Regions from separate parts of the Mus musculus genome. Here regions 2, 3, 4 and 5 are each linked to region 1. A link is a contact called in public HiCAR-type and promoter capture Hi-C data. All regions are on one chromosome and are shown on one strand. The core of a region is the stretch at or near the end of the contact, and the rest is flanking DNA. Distances in the headings are between cores, read along the strand shown.

Region 1 (2,632 bases), core at 90-2,589:
TACCACCATCTTCAGGATGCTTAAATGGGCCTGTCTGCATAAGATAGCACTCCCTGATAGCAGGACTGGATAGGGAGGTTCGTGGGACTCCCTCCTGAGCATCCCTCTCAGCCAACCAAATCCAATACTGCTGTAATGACACGTGGGCTCTGGGAACTCAAGGGGAGCAGATGCCCAGCTATCACATCCAGCCGTGAGCTTGAGCTTGTCGCCAGCCTTGCTAAGTGCAGACTTTACATTTACTTTCGGATTGCCCAAACTCCTGAAAACCCTCCTGCATGCTCCGGAAGTGACCCTAATAATGTCTCTACTATTGGGATCCTAGGAGGAGGGAGGTAGACATTGCCTTCTTTTATTATTATTATTATTACTAATAATAATAATAATTTATTTATTTGGTTCTTTTGAGACAGGGTTTCTCTGTATAGCTCTGGCTGTCCTGGAACTCACTTTTAGACCAGGCTGGCCTCGAACTCAGAAATCTGCCTGCCTCTGCTTCCTGAGTGCTGGGATTAGAGGTGTGCGCCACCACGCCCGGCTGACATTGCCTTCTTACACTTTACCCTCAGCAGCTTCTTTATGGAAGTGACATTTGTTTATTTTTATGTGGGGATTAGTGGGGGTGGGGATGGGGGTAGGGATGGTGGTGTCTTGGAACTCACTCTGAAACAGGCTGCCGAGGGTGCGCCCTCCCCGACTCCAGTCTGACACCAGGATTGATATAGCTGCAGGAGGCTTAGCCCCCTGACGTGAGTACTGGGATTCTCTGGAAGAGCAACAAGTGGAATTTTGGGCTGAGTCTAAAAGCGTCAGCTGGGGTTATACACATATTCACATTAGATATAAGATCTGTAGTATAATTGTTAAGTGGTCAGTGACCCAGGCAAGTCCTTTTGCCTCTTCGTGCCTCAGAGATAGCACTGCTAACGACGGATATACGAGTTTGGTCCACACTGTGACTGTTGCTGCAGTATTTAAAGAACTTCAGCCTGTAAGGTGTGGGAAGCACGAAGAGACAGAGACATATACTCTGTGTCCTAGGCGTCACAAGTCCTTCAACTAAATAAACCTCTCCTCCAAATATAAAAGAGAATGGTTACATCTGTTGTTTCTGCCTATTTGGAAACCTCCATTAGAGCCAAGGCGGCTCCCCAAGGTTGGCGGTGATCACGAAGAAACCGCAGACGCCCCCGGAGAGGGATCTAGAGTCCGGGGAGGCCGGCATCAACGAACGGACCCGCCAGCATGTCCCACTGTGATTGGCTCGGCTGGCCCCCGGCAACCAATCAGCATAGCGTTTGTTGAGCAGCGGCAGCAAGCTGGGTACACAAGTGACCTGAGCGAGCTGCGGGTGGGCGGCGGGGCCATGAACCTGGGGTAAGCCGGCGGGGACTCGCTGGGCTGTAACTTTCAGCCGGCGCGTGGCGGCGGGCGGGGTTCCGGGTCCAGCGCGGACCGTGGTGTTGGAGCGCCCCGGAGGGGAGATGGCGCCCCAGAGGGCGAGATGCTCGGGGAGCTACGGCTGCCCCGTACTGAGCTGGAGCATCCTCAGCTGGGGCTGGACCGAGTCTGGGGTGCGGTCTTCATCTTCAGAAGTTCATCGTTTTAGGAAAACCAGCCACCAGACCTAGACGTAACCGCGCATCCAGAAGCTGAATGTTAGGTTCTCTTCTGGGAGTTTAGAAATCAATGAGGCAGCCTGCCCCGTAAGCTTGCGGGGCGGTAGTATAGAGACTTAGCAACTTCAGATTCATTCAAGAGGTTGCCTTCTAACGTACCCATGAGCTGTTTGTAGTCCTGCAACGGGGTGGCCTCTGACAACCTATATCTCCCAGATTGTTTCCTTTTACAAACGCAGGCACTTTGATTCTCGCTACCAAAGCAACTCTGAGTTTAAAGTTGCTAGTCAACCTGCTCGCCCTTAATTTCTTGGTTTGGTATTTTCTCTTTGACGTTGTCGTCATTACTGTTCATAGACACATAACGCCCACCCCGTTCCCACCCCACCCCCGTAAGACTGTGTAATACTGTGTGTAGAATCCCATCAGAATTTTGTTGACTTTAATAGACAACGTAAGTTTTGCTGGTAGTGTTTACCGTTTCTTTATGGTGGCGCTTTTGACATGTAAAGTGTCATATTAGCCAAAGTTTATTGTTTATTTATTAAGATAGTAATAGAGTCACTAAAGCAATCGTGTAGTATATGAAATAGTCCAAGTTGTGTGGAATTCTGTATTTAAGCAGCCGTCACATTGGTGACCATTTTAGCCATCTTTCAGTCGCGTCTATTCCTCCTTGGAATCTGTCAGTCATGAAATTGTTAAAAACAAAACAAAACAAAAAACGCATAAATAGCTTATCTATGTCTTGTACCTGGCTAAGGAGTTCTGGTAGCAGCATGGGACTTTTGGTATAGAGCTGCAGGTTAAAGGATGCTGCAATAACTGGGTTGCTTTATTTCTTACCAGTAACAAAAACCAGGTTTCAGGTTAAACATGACACATGCTGGCCTCACTGAAAAGTTGTAAGAAAGTCTTTTGTATTTTTTTCCCTCTTAGGTTAAAAAAAATGTGTATGTATGAACACATATATACACATACTTTTTAAATACTTATTTTAATTTTATGTGAAT
Region 2 (2,632 bases), core at 42-2,541, 3.0 Mb before region 1:
TCAGAACTTTGTTAAGAATCATGGATAGAAACCATTCTCTGCCTTAGGCAAATTTGGTAGGGTTTTAAAATAAACAACTGAAAATGTGACTAAGAAATTGTAACTCGGGGTGGGTATATAGCCCAGTGGTAGAGGAACAGTGCCTGCCTGCTATCAGGGGGTCTTGGGTTTGAGTTCCTGTACTACAAGAAATAAACAAGAAAATCGAACATTAGTATTCTTTCTTTTGCTGCAACAGCGTTAACTCGGGTTTTCAGCGCAGGTGTTGAGCTTTAATGTTCTAAAACCGAACCTCTGTATAGCCCAATGAGTGAATGAGGAAAAACGGAGCACAAGAAAAGGGGCCGTGTACACAGGTGCTTCGAGTTGAGGTTAACTAGAATCTGCGAGTAGACAAAGTAACTTCTGCAACTCTATGCCACTCACACAATCCCAAAAGAAGGGAGCCATCAAAGGTCCTAGCACTGGTCTCTTTTTCTTGCAAACGTCTCCAAGGAATCCAGTTCTTACTGAAGTAGCCTTGAAAATTTTCCTCAAATTCCAGAGATACAGAGTAGTTCGACTAAAGCTGGTCTAACTCCTGAAGCTGATTTTTAAAGCTTCAAATCCAAACCATCACATTTAGGTCGGCAGGGAAAGAGGAGCGGACTCTTCCATCAAGTACATGTATCTAAGAGTCCTCAAAGTCTTCAAACACAGGCTTTCACTCACTTGTTAAAATTAACTTGTCTCATATTTTACCAATGCAACCTCAAGCCCCGAGAACCGACCCAAAAAGACTGATCCTGCCTCGTTTCTCTCCTCCATCCGATTTCCCTGCTCTGTCTCTGGTCTACTCCTTCCGCTACATTCTTTCAATTCCGCGTGCCCCGGTCACCTCTTTGGCTCCGGACCCGGTTTTGGGAGAGGTCCCGGCCTCGCCTTTGCGGTCCTGGGCTCCTGCTTCTCTCCCCCACCCCCAATCCTCAGCTGTCTGCGCGGTCCCTTTAAGAGGCGGCAGCGGCCAGGCTGGCCTTGTCCCCGGCCGGGCCTCACTCACCCACTGGTTGGCTTTGGGGCAGAAAGTGTACAGGGCGACCTGGCCCGTGAGGTCTGCGATGCTGGTGATATAGGGGTCGTGTTGTTTCAAGGCCGCCAGACTCATCTCTTGCTCAGCTCGACTCAACAACTCCATCTTGGATCTCAGAGCCGAGCCCCTCCGGCGGGGGCGGACTGTGGAACAGGAAAGTGCCATCCAGGCAAAGTTCCCCCAGCTCAGTCAGCCCTCCACTTCCGCCTACCGGCCCAGCCTTGCCGAGCGTGGTACTTCAGCTAATCTCATCCGCTGCTCCTGTGCGCCAGGAGCCCTGGTTCCGATTTTCTTCGGGCCGCGTCTGCCGGAAGAGACAGGCCCCCGCGCCTGCGCGGTGGAGCCGTGAGCTGATAGTCCGGAGACCTCTCTCACCTGGCGGGGTGTGAACCGGTTCCCTGAATGAACCTGACTCCTGCCGGGGAGGCTGCACCCCAGCGCAGTCCCTAACTCGGGTTCCGGCGCAGAATCGAAATGCTTGCTGCTGAGGACATGAGGTCTCCACGTACCATTTAGAAAACTCAGACCTGGCTGGAGAGATGGCTCAGCGTTTAAGAGCACTGACTGCTCTTCCGAAAGGTCCTGAGTTCAAATCCCAGCAACCACATGGTGGCTCACAACCATCTGTACAGCTACAGTGTACTCATATACATAAAATAAATAAATCTTTAAAAAAAGAAAAAAGAAAACTCAGTCCAAATGAGGAAGGGGAGCTGTCCGTCACTTCTGACCTCAGAGTGCACCTTCACTCTTAACAGTTTGGTAACTTTTGAAAGAAATGTTTCAAAGCAGCCAAACTAGCCTGCCTGGAACTACAATAGACTTGGCCTACCCTCTTTTGCTCGTCTTTTTCCTCATCTGGGTCCCAGATAAATATTTCTATTGTTCTATAGAGACGTCTATTATTTAAAATAGTAAGTAGATCTCTTTTAAAAAGAAAACATTTATTGGGCATTTTAAGGGATCAGGAAGTACTAAGAGGTAAAGCAAAGTGCTCAGGCTGTTTTCATTGAGTTGCTTTAAAAACCATCGTTTCTCTTTATTGAAGACATCTCAGCACAAATGAACATTTTTGAAAGGATAAACTTTACATTTTCTCAAAGTACCCCCACATATTTGTGTTGCTTGTGGTTTTACATACTAATGGAAGGGCAAACTTTACATTCTTGACAGAACCGCGTGTGAAGCAACTACAAAAGCTGGAACAGCCGCCTATCGGTTATTCACCCTTCACTTCTGTACACACTCACTGATCTTATTGAGTGGTTGCCAGCTCCGAGCTTCCAACTCTTTTGGCTCTAGGAGAAACTAAACGCAAGCAAACAGCCCCATGATAGATGTCTCTCTTTGAATTCCAGAGGGTGGCGTCCTTATTGCCATCTGAGCCAGGAAAGGTAGTGAAGGAACCTCACTACCAGTTCCAGCATGGCAGGCAAGGTTCTGGCAGACCTTGCTCTTCTCCCCTTTTCCCTCTGCCTTGCTAAAAACTGTTAGATTTTATTCCTAACACTAGCCACCAAGGTCTAGTCCCTAATTTAGCCACTTCTTTCTCCTGAGGCCGAC
Region 3 (2,632 bases), core at 37-2,536, 2.5 Mb before region 1:
ATTGTTATCTAAACATCTGCCTGGCTCCTCAGCCCCATAGGGCAAAGTTCTCAGATAGAAGCTGGAAAACAAGGCCGTCTCCATTTTGTCTTCCCACCAGGGCAGGTACTCTGGCCTTGCATGTTCCTGTCACAGTGCTCAGCTCCATGCCAAGAGCATGCACCTTTGCACCCTGGTAGCAGGCAAGGGTTTACCGGTCAGAAAGGCTGCTATGAAAGCTTATTGTTCCCAGGAACCACTGAGCCTGAACGGCTCGCTGAGGTTGAGTGGGAGCCCAGGATGGCCCAGTTCCAGGCGAGGGTGGGGCTACAACCTCCCTTCTGTCAATCTCCTTGGTCAGGCACCAGAACAAGTTTCTCAGGAAACTATTCCTTGCAATCCAACAGAGGCTAGGGACGGAGCCTTCTCCAGGTGAATCAAAACCAGAATCTTCACCTGAAGTCTGTCTCACTGATGAATTTAGTCTGTATCCCAGTCGGGCTTCAGCAAATACAGCCACTTGACTCCACCCAACCTCTTAGCAGGGAGAAGCAGGACTTGTGCCTGAAGCTCTCTCCAATTCCACTGTCTACGTGTCTGGTGAGCCCAGCTCTGCTAACGATATAGGAAGGGCTGAAGCAGCAGAATTCCAGGCTCTGTAGCCCTTTCTCTAACCCCAAATGATACTGGGCTATCCCCCTCTCAAGCCATTTCATCTCAAAAGGATGGTCCCTGGCCCACCTTCCCAAAATTAAGGTCCGAGAGGTGGTGGAGAGTCGGGCAGATCTCACTCAGGCAGAAGCAGCACTGCCAAATGTCAGAACCTTAGCTCGGAACCCACAGTGCTGAGACACCAGCTTCGGGACCCCAGATGTAACCGCCAGGCCTCATTCTATAGGAGTACACTTAACCAGAAAGCCTGAGAGGCCAGGGGTGGAGATTCCTATCACTGTTACCTTGTAACTGTTAAGTTCCTGTCGCTAGTTCTCTCAAAACCCAGAAGGTTTCAGTGGCTTGAGCCCCTCCGCTTCAGGTCCTCACCCAGCCTAGGACCTGAAAAGCTAGCTACTCACCCGGGACAACTCCGCACCTGGGCCAGGACGCGAAGGACAGGAGCCAGGAGAGCCGAGAAGGCAGTGGCCGCTGATCCTCGCCCGCTGCTCTTTAACTGGCGTCCCGGGAGTGCCGCGAGCTGCTCCGTCTGGCTCCAGGCGCGGGTGCGGTCGCCCCACCTGGCCTGCGGCACACACCTGTGCGCGGGGCTCGACACGCCCCGCGCCTGCTGGAGCTTCAGTCCTCCCGGGCCTGAGTCATTCGCACCCCGCCTACCCCCGCGAGCCCCGAGGGCGACAAGGCGGCCACTTTACTGTCTTGGGACCAGGCCAGCGCCGGCTTGGGCAGGGCGGTACTGTGGGAGGCGGAGCCCGGAGAACTGCGGCGGGCGCCTGGATAAGAGGACCCTGGACCTCTGGCCCCAGCTCCGCGTGGTGGTGGGCGGTGGCCAGTGGCCGGGCCATGTTGCTAGTGTTGCTGATCTTGGCTGCATCGTGCAGGAGCGCCCTGCCTCGAGAGCCGGTAAGCATCCCCCTCCATTGTGGGCACCCTTTCGGTTCCCATCCGTTTAGCTGAACCCTGACAAGCGACAAGCGCCTGAAAACCTGCCAGCTCAACTGTCAAGGAATTGTCCATGAACCATCCTTAGAAAGGGGCCAGTTTGCACCCCTGAGCTAACCGCGATGGGTCTTGAACTCACACCACCCATCTATTGCCATCCTGGAAGGTATCAGTTGTCAGACTGCTTCCCAGGGGAATGAGGTTTAGAACTGTCACAGATGCCACCTGGGCATTTGAGTCGTAGTATTCTCCTCAAAAAGAAAAAGGGTGGTACTCAACTCACACAGGTATGCCTTGTCCTGGGTTAATGATGACAAACAAGACAGTACTGCTTACATCTGTGCTGCCCACCTCTTGGGTCAACAGACAGCCTGCATCAGTTTGCTTGCTTGCTTTTCCTTTCTGTCTAGGGCCATGTTAACTCCTGAAGGCAGCTTTCCTTTCTTCTCCAGTCCCCATGAATGAAAGAATCTTTCTAGGAGGGAAAAGCGCATCCTCAACAAGGCATTCAGATGCAAGCCCTGCTCTCTTCACACATTGGAAGGCATCCTTGGTGACTGTGGAAAGTCACAGCTTATTTATGGTGTCCTGAAGCCCTTGCCGTCTCTGTGCAAGAGAAAAAAACTGTCCTGGGGGCAGCTGTGAAGAACATTGAATGAACTCTGCAAAATGTAGAGCCCTCACCTGGCTTTTCCTACACACCTTGTCTTGCTCCCATTCAAGTAGAACTTGGTTCCTAGTAGGTGGCTCATTTGCTTAATAAGAGAATGTCACAAAGCAAAGGACAGTGGATGACATCATCCAAACCCCATTTGCTCCATCAAAACCTCTGCTTTCTGCCTTCACCAAGGTTTTGGAAATGAGAGAGCTGAGATCTTAAGAGTCCTTTGGGTTTGTCACATTGTGTCTTGCCACTGAAGATTACTGACAACTAAAATAAATGTTTTAGGCTCAATATACTATTTCCAAACTAGTACTCTTCCCTTTTAATGGAAACGTCAAAGGGTTTAGTAACTGGCCTTTCGTAGACAGTAGGGGG
Region 4 (2,632 bases), core at 66-2,565, 2.2 Mb before region 1:
CACATAAGGAGAACCGAGGCGGCGGGGGCGCGTTCGGAGACTAGGCGAGGTCAGGAGCGCACGGCTGCCCCAGGTCGCCCGAGTTTGCTCCGCCAGGCGAGGATGACTCAGCCTCACTCGGGTCTTTACCGTCAGCCCGCGCGAGGGCTCCACAAAGTTCCTAGTCACACCCTAGAGCTTGAACGAGGATGGGGGACAAGGTTTTTCTAAGGGTGGGGCCGCGGCAAAAGAGACATCCTGGGGCTTTCCCTGTGGGTATTCAGAAGCCTCGCCCGCGCTCAGCTGCCTCTTCCCGGGCGGGGGCTGGTGTGCGGAACCTCCGTGCTCGGAGCAATCTGAACCCCCCTCCTCCCCCCGCAGAATTAAGGGTGTCTGCCGGTCAGGTTGGACTTTCCGCTGCGTTTGCTTCCTTTCCCGCCCGGGCATCCTGGTCCCTGGGTGCACCGTGTAGCAGTGCGGACCCCGGACCCCGAGCTTCAGTAGGCTTGAAAGCACCCCGGCCCGTGGTCCGGAACGCCAGCGGTAGCTGTGCGGCCGCCGGGTGCCCGCGCCGCGACTGCAGCGCCACCCTCCGCGCTTTCCTCCAGTCGCCGCGGCGGTGGAGCAGCGATGGGCGGCCACGCCGCGGTGCACTCCCTAGAACCCGACCCCCTTGTCCCATCCCCAGCCCGTTCTGCCGCTATACGAGCCGGTCCACTGCCGCTGCCGCCGCCCGCTGGCTTCTTCCAGACTTCTGCCTCTTCCCAAGGAACCGTGAGGGGAATCGGGAGGGGGTCGCACCACCTCTAGGCTCCGCAGCCCCCCACCACAACGCCCCTGACCAGTCCCCGGGGCTCCTGACCAGATCAACTACTGGCAAAGTGTGGAGCATCGGGGTCCTCGGCCTCGCTCCCGAGCCGCCCACCCCCATTCCGCTCCGGTCGCCAGGGCCTGGGGACCGCCCGGGGCCACCCGAGAGTCGCGCCCGTGGCGGCGGACTGCGGAGTTGTAAAGAACTCAGCGGCCGCAGTGGGCCGGACCGGGCGAGGCACGAGCCGTGGCGGCCAAGGACACTTGAGTTTGCGAGTCTCCGCCCGCGAGGCGCCTCCCGCCCTCCCGCCGCGGCTCGCCGGACTCCCCGGGGCCGCCGAGGCGGGGCTGGGCAGCTGCCGCGGCAAGAGGCGCGTCTCGCTCCCTCCTCCCGCGCCTGCCTACTCCCCAGTGCTCCCTCCCGCCTCCTCTCCGCCCTCCCCTCCCCTCCCCCCGTACCCCGCTGCTTCCCCCCCCCCCCTGCTCCCCAAGTGAGCCGGGCGCGCGAGAGGCAGGAGGGGCGGCGCGCGGCGGAGCAGGCAGCCCAGCGCGCTCGCCCACCGCCCGCCCGGCGCAGCTCTCCGCGGCCGCTCCAGTCGCCGCCGCCGCCGCCGCCGCCAGGATGGCCGGGCCGGGCTCGCTGTGCTGCGCGTCCCGGGGGGCCTCGGCGCTCCTAGCCACCGCGCTTCTCTACGCCGCTCTGGGGGACGTGGTGCGCTCCGAGCAGCAGATCCCGCTCTCCGTGTAAGTGCCTGGTGTTGGGACTCCCCGGGAGGGGCGGCTAGCGCCCGAGAGAGACCCGGGGCGCCCAAGTTTGGGCGCCTGCAGGTGCGGCTGGGCAGGACCCACGGCGGGTGCGGGCCTCGCCTCTTGCACCTGCCTCTCAGCATCAGCACCCAGTGGCGGGAGACTAGGGTGGAACCTTCTCGCCCTTTCCCTGGGGCTGGGGAGTAAGACCTGGAGAGGTTCACCTCAAGTGACAGCGCCAAGTTTAGAGCCTGTTTACAGACTGCAACTTCCACGGGCTGTTTAATGGTCCCCTTTTCTGCTACCTTGCCATCCTACTTTTCCGGGAAGTGGGGTGGGGGTGGGGATGGGTGGATTTCTTCAGAGTAGTATTTGCCAGGTGATGCTCATTTTAGGTGTTTAAGTAACCAGGCAATTGTTTCTATGAAAGCCCGTGGTCTTCTTAGAGAGCCAGGCTTTACACCTTCTGAACTCCGGTGACCCCGGACCCCATCCCGCGCTGCGCTCTACATCTTGGTGCGGGTAGTTTGTAAGAGAGAGTTTTTTTTTTTTTTTTTTTTTTTAATCTTTCTTTCCTTTTTCCTTTAATGTTCTATCGCCCTGCTCTTTCAGCCACAGCCCGGTGTGTGCGCGTGTGTGACGGTGACACTGGTATTACATTTCTTCCCTCTGCTCTTTTCTCCCCATAGAGTGAAGCTGTGGGCCTCCGCTTTTGGTGGGGAGATAAAATCCATCGCTGCCAAGTACTCGGGCTCCCAGCTTCTGCAAAAGGTAAGGTTTCTGTGGTGACAGACAGCGATGATTTTTCTAGCACAGAAAATGGAGGCAGATTTAGTTTTTCCAAACAAACGTGAGCCCAGAGCTGCATCAGTTATCAGAGTAGTCTCTGATCTCCCGTTCTTGGCATTGTACTGTGCAGTGACTTCTCCCTACCAACCGGTTATTTTTAGATGACACTTGATTCCAAACACAAAGAAAAGCAGGATACTCACTCGCACTGTCCTGGCTGGGGCTCGGAAACAGTGTGTTTGCATGGCTCTTCTCGCAGTTGTTGGTATTGCTGTCTCAGTGCGAGAGCAGATGCTTCCCTGGCCAA
Region 5 (2,632 bases), core at 100-2,599, 2.0 Mb after region 1:
CGAGGCCGTGCTCCCCACTGTTTTCTCCCTGGCCCTGACGCCAGGAATGTGAAACAAGCTTTCTGAGCTTCCCTCCCACAATCCGGACCGAGCTTCAGCTCCGGCCCGGCCCCTCAATCTCCTCCCGGGTCGGCCTCCCACTCCCCCGGGGCCACCGCCGCCGGAGACAGAGAGGAAGAAAGAACACGGGGAAATTACTTTCGTATTTGCAACGCGCGCGCACACACACACAGACACATCTTCCCCTTGGGCTCGCCTCCCGACTGGGGCAGCCCCGGCCAGGCGTTGGCCTGAAAGCCCCTTCGGCTTCCGAAGCCCGAACGAGAAGCCTCGACACATCTCTTCAACGTGTCCTGCTTCAGCCACGCGCCGCGTTTCCCTGGGCTATTCTCCCCCCAAAACAACTTAACCGCGCCCCCATCTCCCATGTACAAAAGTGTGTTCTCCATAGAAATTCGGAGGCACAACTTAACACCACCAACCCTTGCCACCCTAGAATCCAGCGCCTTCCCGGAGGTTCTCCTACGCACACAGGAGCACAACTTCACATCTTTCCAAAAGAGGCAAGGGAGAAGCAGCCAGTCCTTCCCGGGTCCTCTCCTCCCTCCTCCGAATCCGTATCCCGGCTGGCTCCCGACTGATCGGAGCGACGGCTGGGAGGCGCGCCGGCAGGAGGCGGGCACCGAGTCCGAGCGCACAACCGCACCGGCGCCCCGTACACCCGAAGAACCCCGGGTCCCCGCGCTCATCCGGAGCCGCTCTACACAAGCTGGGCGCTCGCTGGTGGCCAGAGCCTCCGCCCCCGGCGGCCAGAGCAGCGGGCCGAGCCTGCACGGCTGGCTTCTTTCGCCCGGCCAGAGCTAAACCTTTAAGAGGAAAGCCCTAGTATAGTACACGGCGCTCGCACCCCGATGATCCGCCGGGAGCGGGTGGAAGCCTCGGTGTTAACGGGCGCTTGGCTCTGTCCCCAAACTTACCGGGCGCTGCGAGCACCACTGCCACCGCTGGAGGACGCGCCGCCGCCACCGCCGTGTAGGGCAGGCTGGAGCCGGGAGGAGCGCAGCGAGAGCGCGGAAATCCACTCGGCTCCGACTCCGGCTCCGGCTCCTCACCGGCCGGGGCTAGGGTCAGCGCGCTGCGCGGGCGCTGCTCGCTTGCTCTGCAGCCGGATCGCTGCTCGCCCGGCCGGCAGCTTGCTCTCCCGGGCGCCCGCCGCCGCCGCCGCTCGCTTTTTTAATGTCCACAGACAGTGAAAAGGAACTCGGCGTTAGGGGGTGAGTAAGTGAATCAACTCGCCCGGAGCCGAGCAAGTTGAAGTGTCAGATTACATTGGCTATTCTATTTCCAAAGGGCCCCGCGCCGCCGGCCTCCCGCAAAAGCCGGCACGGAGTCACGGCGGGAGCGGAGTGCCGCGCCTCCGGCGCGCAGCTCTGCTTGCCTTGGTTCGCTCTCCATCTGCGCGCTCGCTGCGCTCTCCTTTTCTCTTTTCCTTTCCTTTCCGCCTCTCTCCTTTCCCTTCTTTTCCTCCCTTTCTTCTCCGTTCCCAGGTCTCAGCTCTTTTCCGAACCCTGTTAGGCACCGCGCCACCCTCACCCTCCTCTGCTGCTCGTTCACTCTCGTCCCTCTTCTCGCCTCCCTTCGCTGCTCTTTAACGCCCCCCTCTCCGCATCCCATAAGTTTGGAGCGGAGAGACTGATGTGCCTAGGAAGGGATCACATTGGTAGGAGCAAAATTACTTCCAGAAGGCGTACCCCGCTTCCTACTGGTCCCCTGCAGGAGTGCACTGAGACCTCAGGTGCTGTCAGCTATCTGAATTGGGGTGACTGGATTGCTAATGAGACACTGTGTGCGAAACTTCCATGTAGATTTTGGGATTATTCCTAAAACAGGGTGAGAGAGGGTGAGAGGACCCTAACCTTCACTACCACCGGTGACGCAGGGGAGACTAAAGTGCGCCTCCATTGACATCTTGAGAAAGAGCGAGAGGTGCAGCGAGAACCATAAATACCCACTACTACTTGAAGTTAAGAGCAAGGACGCCTTAGTGCCTGGTAGGGAGCGCCTGGGGCGCTGAGAGCCGAGCGCTCCCGCTTTGCAGAGGTGGAAATAACCCAACCAAGCCCACAGCCCAGGGCTGGGCTCCACTCCTACAGTGGCGAAGAGCACTCACGAAGCAGTTAGGTGCGCTCACTTGCGGAGGTTCCCCTCACAGACCGGCCCCCAAGTGTATCCAAGTGCGCACTCCCTTTGGCTCTTGTCCATTACCACTCACACAGAAACTCCTACACAAACGGCAAACGGGTTTGCGCCTACCTTACAGCATGGCACGCATACTTCTCATAGCACGCATGACCCCCTCCACACACTTGTACACACACTTTCCATCCCAGTTATGCCCGTGCACCTGGAGTCATACAATTGAACACACAAATATAGTGTACACCACCCCCGGTACGTTTAAAAACAAAACAAAACACGAGGCATTCCCCCGTGCACTACCTCTCACATTCGCGTACACATACCACACATGTTCCCCTTACTCTTCCACATCCCTTCCTCAACCCCACCCGCCTCTCGATTAGAGGTAATGTAGTCCTAAAGACAACAAGCGTCTAGGCTGGACCCGCGCGCG

Evidence for each region. Promoter capture Hi-C pulls out the DNA fragments that hold promoters and counts their contacts. HiCAR-type assays count read pairs that join an accessible place to other places.
Region 2: a contact with region 1 is called in a HiCAR-type map of astrocytes, with 6 times the contacts expected there. The contact joins the promoter of Dcp1a here to the promoter of Ccdc66 in region 1. A contact is called at or near these places in 6 of 39 promoter capture datasets (the 3T3-L1 cell line, cranial neural crest, frontonasal cranial neural crest and 3 more) and 1 of 115 datasets of contacts at active chromatin or transcription factors (astrocytes).
Region 3: a HiCAR-type map of astrocytes shows a contact between it and region 1, with 4 times the contacts expected there. The contact joins the promoter of Chdh here to the promoter of Ccdc66 in region 1. A contact is called at or near these places in 1 of 39 promoter capture datasets (hippocampal neurons) and 1 of 115 datasets of contacts at active chromatin or transcription factors (astrocytes).
Region 4: a contact with region 1 is called in a promoter capture Hi-C map of hippocampal neurons, with 11 times the contacts expected there. The contact joins the promoter of Cacna2d3 here to the promoter of Ccdc66 in region 1. A contact is called at or near these places in 3 of 39 promoter capture datasets (cranial neural crest, hippocampal neurons and maxillary cranial neural crest) and 1 of 115 datasets of contacts at active chromatin or transcription factors (astrocytes).
Region 5: a promoter capture Hi-C map of pre-B cells shows a contact between it and region 1, with 4 times the contacts expected there. The contact joins the promoter of Zmiz1 here to the promoter of Ccdc66 in region 1.

The regions. Positions count from the first base shown.
Region 1 is chr14:27,507,167-27,509,798 of GRCm38.p6, reverse strand. It overlaps Ccdc66 (coiled-coil domain containing 66), which reads left to right and starts at 1,339. Exons shown (of 18, transcript NM_177111.3): 1 at 1,339-1,377. The coding sequence starts at 1,367.
Region 2 is chr14:30,478,224-30,480,855 of GRCm38.p6, reverse strand. Dcp1a (decapping mRNA 1A) reads right to left here and starts at 1,291. Exons shown (of 10, transcript NM_133761.3): 1 at 1,040-1,291. The coding sequence starts at 1,234. It also overlaps a transcript of Cacna1d not described here.
Region 3 is chr14:30,007,654-30,010,285 of GRCm38.p6, reverse strand. Chdh (choline dehydrogenase) reads right to left here and starts at 1,286. Exons shown (of 8, transcript NM_001136240.1): 1 at 1,053-1,286. It overlaps Il17rb (interleukin 17 receptor B), which reads left to right and starts at 1,390. Exons shown (of 11, transcript NM_019583.3): 1 at 1,390-1,554. The coding sequence starts at 1,495.
Region 4 is chr14:29,720,547-29,723,178 of GRCm38.p6, reverse strand. It overlaps Cacna2d3 (calcium channel, voltage-dependent, alpha2/delta subunit 3), which reads left to right and starts at 1,315. Exons shown (of 38, transcript NM_009785.1): 1 at 1,315-1,533; 2 at 2,226-2,307. The coding sequence starts at 1,412.
Region 5 is chr14:25,457,902-25,460,533 of GRCm38.p6, reverse strand. It overlaps Zmiz1 (zinc finger, MIZ-type containing 1), which reads right to left and starts at 1,349. Exons shown (of 24, transcript NM_001310666.1): 1 at 978-1,349.